Linked DNA regions of Mus musculus: region 1 is linked to region 2. Evidence: chromatin contacts called from public HiChIP or PLAC-seq data. All regions are on one chromosome and are shown on one strand. Each heading gives the region's core, a stretch centred on a gene start, on an enhancer-like site or on the middle of the called end of the contact. The rest is flanking DNA. Distances are from core to core; before and after follow the strand shown.

Region 1 (3,937 bases), core at 84-2,583, 270 kb before region 2:
AGACTAGACATGTAGCAAACTACCTGCAGCTGGGGTGGCAATGTGATAAACACCCTTCTCCTAGGTATACTCTCCCTACTTTGTGTATCTTCATAACAGTCCAACTGGACTAGAACACCCTGTGCCTGGTCTTCCTCCTGTCTTTCCTCCTTTCTCCCCTCAACCTAGCATCTTTTGATCTTGGTTCATGTTCCTCTTTGTTTTTAAGGAGCGTCCATAACTTTTTCTTTTTTCTTCCTTCTTTTTTTTTTTTAGGAAAGAATTGAGTAGGAAATACTGCTGAAAGTACTTCCTGATTCCGGGTTTTCCTTTTTTTTTTTTTTTTTTTTTTTTCTTTTCTTTTCTTTCCTTTTTCTTTTTGGAGACAGGCTTTCTCTGGGTAGCCCTGGCTGTCCTGGAACTCACTTTATAGACCAGACTGGCCTTGAACTCAGAGATCTGCCTGCCTCTACCACCCCAGTGCTGAAATTAAAGGTGTGGACCACCACCACCAGACTCGGGGTTTTCCTTATTATTCCTGCCAAGCCAAGCTTGTTATGGAGGAAACACGACAGATCACATGCCCTTCTGCAAATGGCTTCCTAAGCCTTTGGGGGCTTTTAATCACAATTGAAGAAACCCTCCTATATCTCCATCTCCTTGATCGAAATCCCATTAATTGCTTCCCAGATACAAACCACACCAAATAATCCTGTTTTCATTTTAAATTTTAACTCTTACTCGTTTTCTTTTTAATGTGCAAGTTTGAGTCCAGAAAGCGTAAGGGGTGTTAGTCAGTTTCACTAAAATAGATGAACTGCTAGAAAGAGCACAGAGGAAAAGAAGCAGAGAGTTGAACACCCACAAGGAAGAATCTTACCAAAGCTGGCCAGCTTTCCTCCGACTGGGAATGTGTCCAGCTGCGTGCTCCTGGAGACAGGGTCCTGCGGTGTGAAGCTAGAGGCTCCTCACAGGCTGGTAATATACAGTGCTCATGTGACGGGGTGGGGAGAACCTATCTAAGGATCTTTACTTTGGCAGCGACTTGTAAACCAAGGCCACTAATCATGGGCAAACAAGGAGTCATTCACCTTTCCCCTGAGCATGCCTGGGTCAAATATTAACCACCTGGTGGACCACACATCTCTTTCAGCAATGATAATGTTTGCTAAGCACGGCCTTTTGTTCCTAAGCTGCCTCTTTCCTTATGTGTATGGTCCTTATCCTTGCTCAGGGTAGGACTGAAGTTTCACTGTGCATATGCCATAGATCCAAAAACATATTATCCCTGACGTTCAGGCCAACTTCAGGAACTACTTTGAAAGAAGTCTAAAGGAAGGAGTGAGGCAACTGTGCCCCCACCTCTCCAACCCCCAGAAATACACACAGCACTTCCTGGGCTCCTCCTCCCTCTGTCCATCCTCTGGAGAAAAAAGAATATATATTTATGGCTACTCAGCTTCCTGTTCTTTAAAGCACAGTTGCAAAACCAGCTGTCTACATCTAAGCATTATGGGAACCAAGTACAGAAGAAATTATGCATGTCTGCTCTGCTTATGAGGTAACTCTAAGATCGAAGAGTAGACAAGCCACGGGGTCAGACTTCTAAAACCCAGAAAGTACACAGTGAGGTAGTGAAGAAATCTACTAGAATTGTTCTAACAGATTCATCTTCAAGGCTGGACAGATCGCTCAGTGGTTGCAGGCACTTACTCAGGTTCAGTTCTCAGACCCACATGGCAGTTCCCAACCATATGTAGTGATGCCTTCATCTGGTCTCCCTGGGCATTGCATATGTGTGGTACACAGACATACATGCAGATAAATAAATACATACAATTTTAAAAGTTGCCATACATTTATCTTGTATATAGGGCAAAGTTGCAATATTTTAGCTCCTTGTCAATTTCTAGATTTTGCTCCATCATTGTGTAGATATTTATGTGTGATTTAAGCTGTACTAATTTCTAAAAGCAAAAATAGGGATGGGAGACCTACAGGTTGTCAGCGGAGTAGAGGTGGAGGCAGGGGCAAAGCATCTCTCACTGTGTGGAAGCGTGCTGGGGATGTCTGAGGTGAGTCTGGGCACAAAAAAAAAAAAAAAAAAAAAAAAACGAGAGCATCAGCTGACTCGCCGTAGCAGGAGGAAGAATTCAGCACTCCAGCATCTTCAGACTCCCTCAGCAAGGCTGGTCCTCTGTGTGGCAGGAACAGGGAACCCTCAGAAAGCAGCAAAAATGCAAGCAGGCAGCTTTGGGGCGCTGACTTGCAGACATGTTCACACCCGGACTTGGGAACACTTGGGGAAGACTGCACTGGTATAAAGGACCCACAGTACGGTCGGGATGGATCTGGATTCACTTCCGTTGGTGTAACTGAAGAAATGGGCTGCCAACATTCCTTTAAGTTAGTTAATCTCAGTGTCTCTCCATTGGGTGGATCCTTTCCAGAGAAGAATTTTTACTTACTCATTTCTATATTCTCAGTGACTGACACATAAGTCCTCATCAACTGATCTAGAGCCTCTAACCACGAAAAACATTCTGGGCTTCTCTTTAAAGGTTCAGAGATGCAAGATTTGGTAGCAGTTATTAAATAAACTTGATTGCTAAGCCGAGCAATCTCTGGCTGTGGGAGCTGGAAGATGCTTCCCCTGGGGTCTGATGAGGTCATTGGAGGTGTTGCAATGAACCTGGGAGTGTTCTACACTTGCCTGCAAAAAGTTCTGAAATCAGTTAGTTTGCCTTCACCAATGAGCTTTTGTTCCTGACCACAGAGCAGACTCTAAGAGTGTAAAGTCTTTTAAAAAGCAAACCCCTAATTCCAGCAGCACTTGGGAGGCAGAGGCAGGTGGATCTCTGTGAGTTTGAGGTCAGCCTGGTCTACAGAGCTAGTTCTAGAACAGCCAGGGCTGTGCAGAGAAATCCTGTCTCAACAAACAAGCAAGCAAGCGAACAAGCAAAAGCTGCCCAGAATGTGCACATCGCAATGGATACACTTCCTAAGAACGGGGCCTGACAGCTTGAGAAGGAAGAGTGGCTGGCATGAAGACTTGGAAAGGGCCCAAACCTCAACACTTTTCAGCTTTGTTGAGGCACAGCCCAGCTTGAAGGTCCCCTTTGTCCTTGTCTGCTCCCTCCTGCACTCAACCCAACTGTGAGCTGAAAGGAAATGAGAAGAAGACTAAGCTGTTATAGCCTAATTTTGGGGTACTAGAGTCCCCTGAAAGGGAGACCTAGTCACATCCTGACCAGTGTCCATTAGACAAGTGCCAAGCATGTTTTGACAAATGCCAGCATTTAAACTGTTTCAGAAGTACAGAGAAAGATAGCACTCAGGGTCTTCAGGGTGAGGCCACTCTACTGGTATCCAACCTGTCACCGAAATGCTCAGTGTGCAAACATACTATGTATGGTGGTGCCTATTTTAAATTAATCACACATTACTTTTAAACAGATGTGGAAGGACTGAGTGCTAGAGTCGTCACCCACTCATTGTTAGGAGAACAGCCAGTCCATTGCAAAACCTGGATGGCCTCATCAATTCCCAGGAGAAATATCAGCCAACTCCCATAGCCAGAGATGATTATATCAATGTGGTCTTTTTCTGATAAACAACCACAAAACAGAGGCACTTCACCCACACCTACAGCACACATACAGACACAAAATCCACTAGTCTAACACATTAACTTGCTCAAACACAGCAGCTTCCTTTTTTTTAAAGAGCAATGTCAGCAGAGTACCAGGAAGCAGCCAGAGACAATTAGCAGTCAGCAATCTTCCAGGAAGTCGCTGGCCCCTCACCTGACACCTCGGGGGATTTAGAACCTGCTCAAATCCCTGACAAAAGGCCAGGGCTCTTTTTCTTTGTCTCTCTCTTTCTTTCTTTCTTTCTTTCTTTCTTCCTTCCTTCCTCTCTCTCTCTCTCTCTCTCTCTCTCTCTCTCTCTCTCTCTC
Region 2 (3,855 bases), core at 1,023-3,522:
TTCATTCTTTCTCTCTCTTTTTCTCTCTTTCCTTCCTTCCTTCCTTCCTTCCTTCCTTCCTTCCTTCCTTCCTTCCTTCCTTCCTTCCTTCCTTCCTTCCTTCCTTCCTTCCTTCTCCTTTCCAGTTGTTTTGAGACAAGGGCTCATTATATAGCCATGACTGACCTGGAGCTCACTGACATCTGCTTGCCTCTGCTTCCTGAGTGCAAAGAGATGAGTGACACTGTGCTTGGCTCTTTTACATCTTAATTTGTGTGTGTGTGTATGTGTGTGTGTGTGTGTGTGTGTGTGTTTGGGGGGCACTTGTAAGCCATAGTATGTTTGTGGAAGTTAGAAGACAACTTGGTGAGGTTGGTTCTCTTCTTCTACTGTTTGATCTAGAGATCAAACTCTGTTGTGAGGCTTGCTGGCAATTGCTCCTACCTGCTGAGCCATCTCTCCTCTCCAGGCTTTCTGTGCAGCTCTTGCTGTCCTGTCTGGGGACTCACTCCATATAGCAGGCAGGCTGGCCTAGAACTTAGAGATATGCCTCCCTAGTTCTGGGATTAAAGGCTTGTGCCACCATGCCTGTCTCCTAGGTTTCCTAGTTGTGATTTTTTTTTTTTTTTTTTTTTTGGTTTCTGTCAGTATTAGCATTTTAAGGTCAAGGGCTACACCGTGTCTCTGTCATGGTGCATGGTGCAGGTACCTCACAGATGCTTTATGCTTAACTGTTTGGGATTCTGTCAGAGCTAGATTTCATTCCCAAGATTCCTAAGGTCTCTTGTTTCTGGAAAGTTTTAAGAAATCCTAATCGGATACCTACTAAAGTTACGTACAAAGTCTGTCTAGAAAGCAGTGATTCTGTTCCTAAATATGTACTTAAGTGAAAGAAGTATACATAGTCCCCAAATGCCAGGCCCAGACACGTCTGTGTTAGCCTAAATTCAACATAGCCCAACCTGGACATGCAATTCTCAGTATGTAACTGCATGACAGCAGAAAGTAGAACATGATAAGTAGGGAAATACAGACATGTCCTTCTGCAAAGGAAGCCAGTCACAAACATGGCCACACTACAGAGATCTCACTGATGTGGAGTTTGTAATAAGTGGAGACACTTAAATCTGCTGCCAGCTTTCGGGCTCTCCTACCAACTGGGACTGGGCATGAGAACAACATCGAGAACTGTTCCACATCTCCACCTAGGGGCACTGCATGGGTAGATCTTACATGCATTCACTTGATGCATGTATTTTATTTGTAGGTGTGGTGGGTTTTAGTTTTTTGTCTTTTGTTTTTGTGTAATACTAATATTTTGTGTCATATATATCCTGTCTTAGAGCTTTGATAGTGGCGTTGTGTCATGAACTAAACAAAGTTACCTCTCTACCTATCCCTTCACAGGAGCAAAAGGAGTCAGGGGAGTTTGAAGAGATCCTGGACTTCAATCTGAACTTAAATAATCCTAATGGGTCCCCAGTATCAATCACTCAGGCCAAACCTGAGTCTGGTTAGTGGGAGAAGAAGGGCCAGAGTGCTCTTTCTGGGGTGGCTTAGGGGAGGCTTGTGGGTCCTCAAGGCTTGAGCCCTGGCTAACTCTGCTCTTAAAATGGCAGAATCATCCCTTTTGTGCGCCACCTCTGATGGGATGCTGTGGAACTTATCTGAATGTACCTCAGAGGGAGAATGGATCGTAGATAACATTTGGCAGAAAAAAGCAAAAAAACCTAAAACTCAGACTCTGGAGACAGAGTTGTCCCCGCACTCAGAGTTGGATTTTTCCATTGATTGCTGGATTGATCCCACAAATTTAAAGGCACAGCAGTGTAAAAAGGTGAGCTTGGAGGGAGGGGTCATAGAGGGAGGCGGTTCTAAATCTGGCTCAGCAGCAGCCTTTGCTGCTTCAGTAAGTGAAAGGTCTCCCTGAGAACTCATGTTGTTCCCCTCCTTTCCGAGATCCACTTGGGCTCTGTCACAGCCCTCCATGTGCTTCCGGGATTGCTGGTGACAGCTTCGAAGGACAGAGATGTTAAGCTGTGGGAGAGACCCAGTATGCAGCTGGTAAGTGTGGGTCTCTGTGTGCACACGTGCACACAAGCGGAGAAAGGGCTAGTGCAAGAAAATGAATGCAGGCTAAGGCGTGTCAACGAAATGAAAGTTGTTTTTCTCAGTCTCTCTTGGTGTGGCCTGTTTCTAAGATATTGATTTGAGAGAAAGATAACAAGGAGACCTCAGGCCTATAGTTTCACTTCCCCCGTTTCTGTTCCTGTTTCAGCTGGGCTTGTTCCGATGTGAAGGGCCAGTGAGCTGTCTGGAACCTTGGATGGAGCCCAGCTCTCCCCTGCAGCTTGCTGTGGGAGACACACAAGGAAACTTGTATTTTCTATCTTGGGAATGAAGATGCAGTACTCAGGACAAAGATGATGTCAACAGATGCTGCTAGCCTGAAGACACCTGTGTCTATATTCTTAGTAAGATTATAAAACTAAAATGTTGAGAGATCTAGAGTGTATGCCCGATTGTGTTCGCTGGTGATTTTAGATCAACGGGGAGGGCTCTGGATATTCCTTTCTAATTTAACATCTAAGGAGAACTGCAGGAACATGAGCATCTTTAACACGCAGATTCTATTCCTGTGTCCCTTTCTGGCCTAAGTTCTAAGGTCCACTCTTGTCAGAAGGAAGGAAGGCTATTGGTGGCCAGTACTTAGTTTGAAGAGACCTGAGGAATTCTCGTTTGGTCATGAAAGGACACAAGAGCGAGTTAAAGTCAGTAGACGTGCAAGCATTTAGGAAAAAACGGATAGACCTAGGACTGTGCTGGGTTCCTGTCACAGACTCAGCCCTCTCCCCAGAACTAACTGGCCAGAGTGGGAAACCCAGGCACCAAAGGCAGAATGAGTCTTTGGACTTTACATTTGACTTGCAAGCATTCATTGGTAGACTAATTGGCACTCTTACAGAGATCACAAATCTATTTCTCCCTCAAATTGAAGTTCATGGAGCTGAGAGATGGATCTGCCATTAAGAGCACTGGTCACTCTTACAGAGAACTGGGTTTTGATTCTTAGTGCCTACACGGTGGCTTACAACTTGCTGTAACTCCAGTTCTAGGAAACCCATCGCCCTCTTCTGGCCTCCATAGGCAATGCTCACATGTGGTACACAGACATACAGCCAAAACACTCATTCATATACATAAAAGAAAAATAAATCTCATAAAGTGTTCTTTAAAAAGAAGTCAGCCCATGATGGTTCATAATCCCAGTTCAGAGGCAGGGGTATTTGGGAGGTGGAATTTGAATTCAAGGCCAGCCTGGTCTATAGGGGGAGTTCCACGATAGCCAGGACTATATAGAGAAACCTTATCTTGAAGAACAAAGGAAGGAAAAATGAAACTAAAATGAAGTCGATAGAGCTTACAACATATTGACAAGTGGAGTAATCATGCCATGGATTTACGTTGCTTACTTACAAGGTTCTGGCCTTGAACGCAGAGGTCTACCTGACTCCTTCCTCACCTCCTGAGTGCTGGGATGAAAGGTCTGAGATCCCATGCCTGACTCGGTAATCCTTACTATAAAGCATAGCATATGGCTGTAGTCTGTATTAGGAGGCCAAGGAAGGAGGATTTTTCTTGAATTTTAGGCCATGCTGGCCTACATAGCCAGTTCTGAGACAGCCGGGTATCTAGAGTGAGATCCTGTCTTGTACTCTTTAGAAAAGTTTATAACACCCACATCTGTTCTTACGTTTTTTAAAGTTACTTTTACTTATGTGTCGATGTCTCTGTGTGTAAGAGGGTGCCTTGAAGGTCAGAAGACAGTGTTGGACCTGGAGCTAGAGGTACGGAAAATTGAGAGCTACCTGAGAT

Evidence for each region. HiChIP or PLAC-seq counts read pairs in DNA pulled down with a chosen protein or histone mark.
Region 1: a contact with region 2 is called in an H3K4me3 HiChIP or PLAC-seq map of the 230-238 cell line, with 34 read pairs. The contact joins the promoter of Ang here to the enhancer-like site in region 2. A contact is called at or near these places in 3 of 39 promoter capture datasets (embryonic stem cells, macrophages and neural stem cells), 1 of 15 datasets of contacts at CTCF or cohesin (the NIH/3T3 cell line), 4 of 484 Hi-C or Micro-C datasets (CD4 T cells, the G1E-ER4 cell line, bone marrow-derived macrophages and 1 more), 29 of 115 datasets of contacts at active chromatin or transcription factors (the 230-238 cell line, the HPC-7 cell line, the NIH/3T3 cell line and 21 more) and 4 of 9 other capture datasets (adipose tissue, liver, macrophages and 1 more).

The regions. Positions count from the first base shown.
Region 1 is chr14:51,093,396-51,097,332 of GRCm38.p6, reverse strand. It overlaps Ang (angiogenin, ribonuclease, RNase A family, 5), which reads right to left and starts at 1,333. Exons shown (of 2, transcript NM_007447.3): 1 at 860-1,333. Rnase4 (ribonuclease, RNase A family 4) reads right to left here and starts at 1,333. Exons shown (of 2, transcript NM_201239.3): 1 at 860-1,333.
Region 2 is chr14:50,822,693-50,826,547 of GRCm38.p6, reverse strand. Tep1 (telomerase associated protein 1) reads left to right here. Exons shown (of 55, transcript NM_009351.2): 52 at 1,387-1,492; 53 at 1,599-1,816; 54 at 1,939-2,043; 55 at 2,258-2,487. The coding sequence ends at 2,380. Among named protein-coding and RNA genes, the nearest start is that of Gm52116, 12 kb to the left of the region's middle. Within about 2 kb of position 2,272, at least 75 of the 459 cell types and tissues checked have an H3K27ac peak or open chromatin away from gene starts, as enhancers often do. A contact at or near this core is called in the 230-238 cell line, the G1E-ER4 cell line, adipose tissue and 5 more, where this site is marked.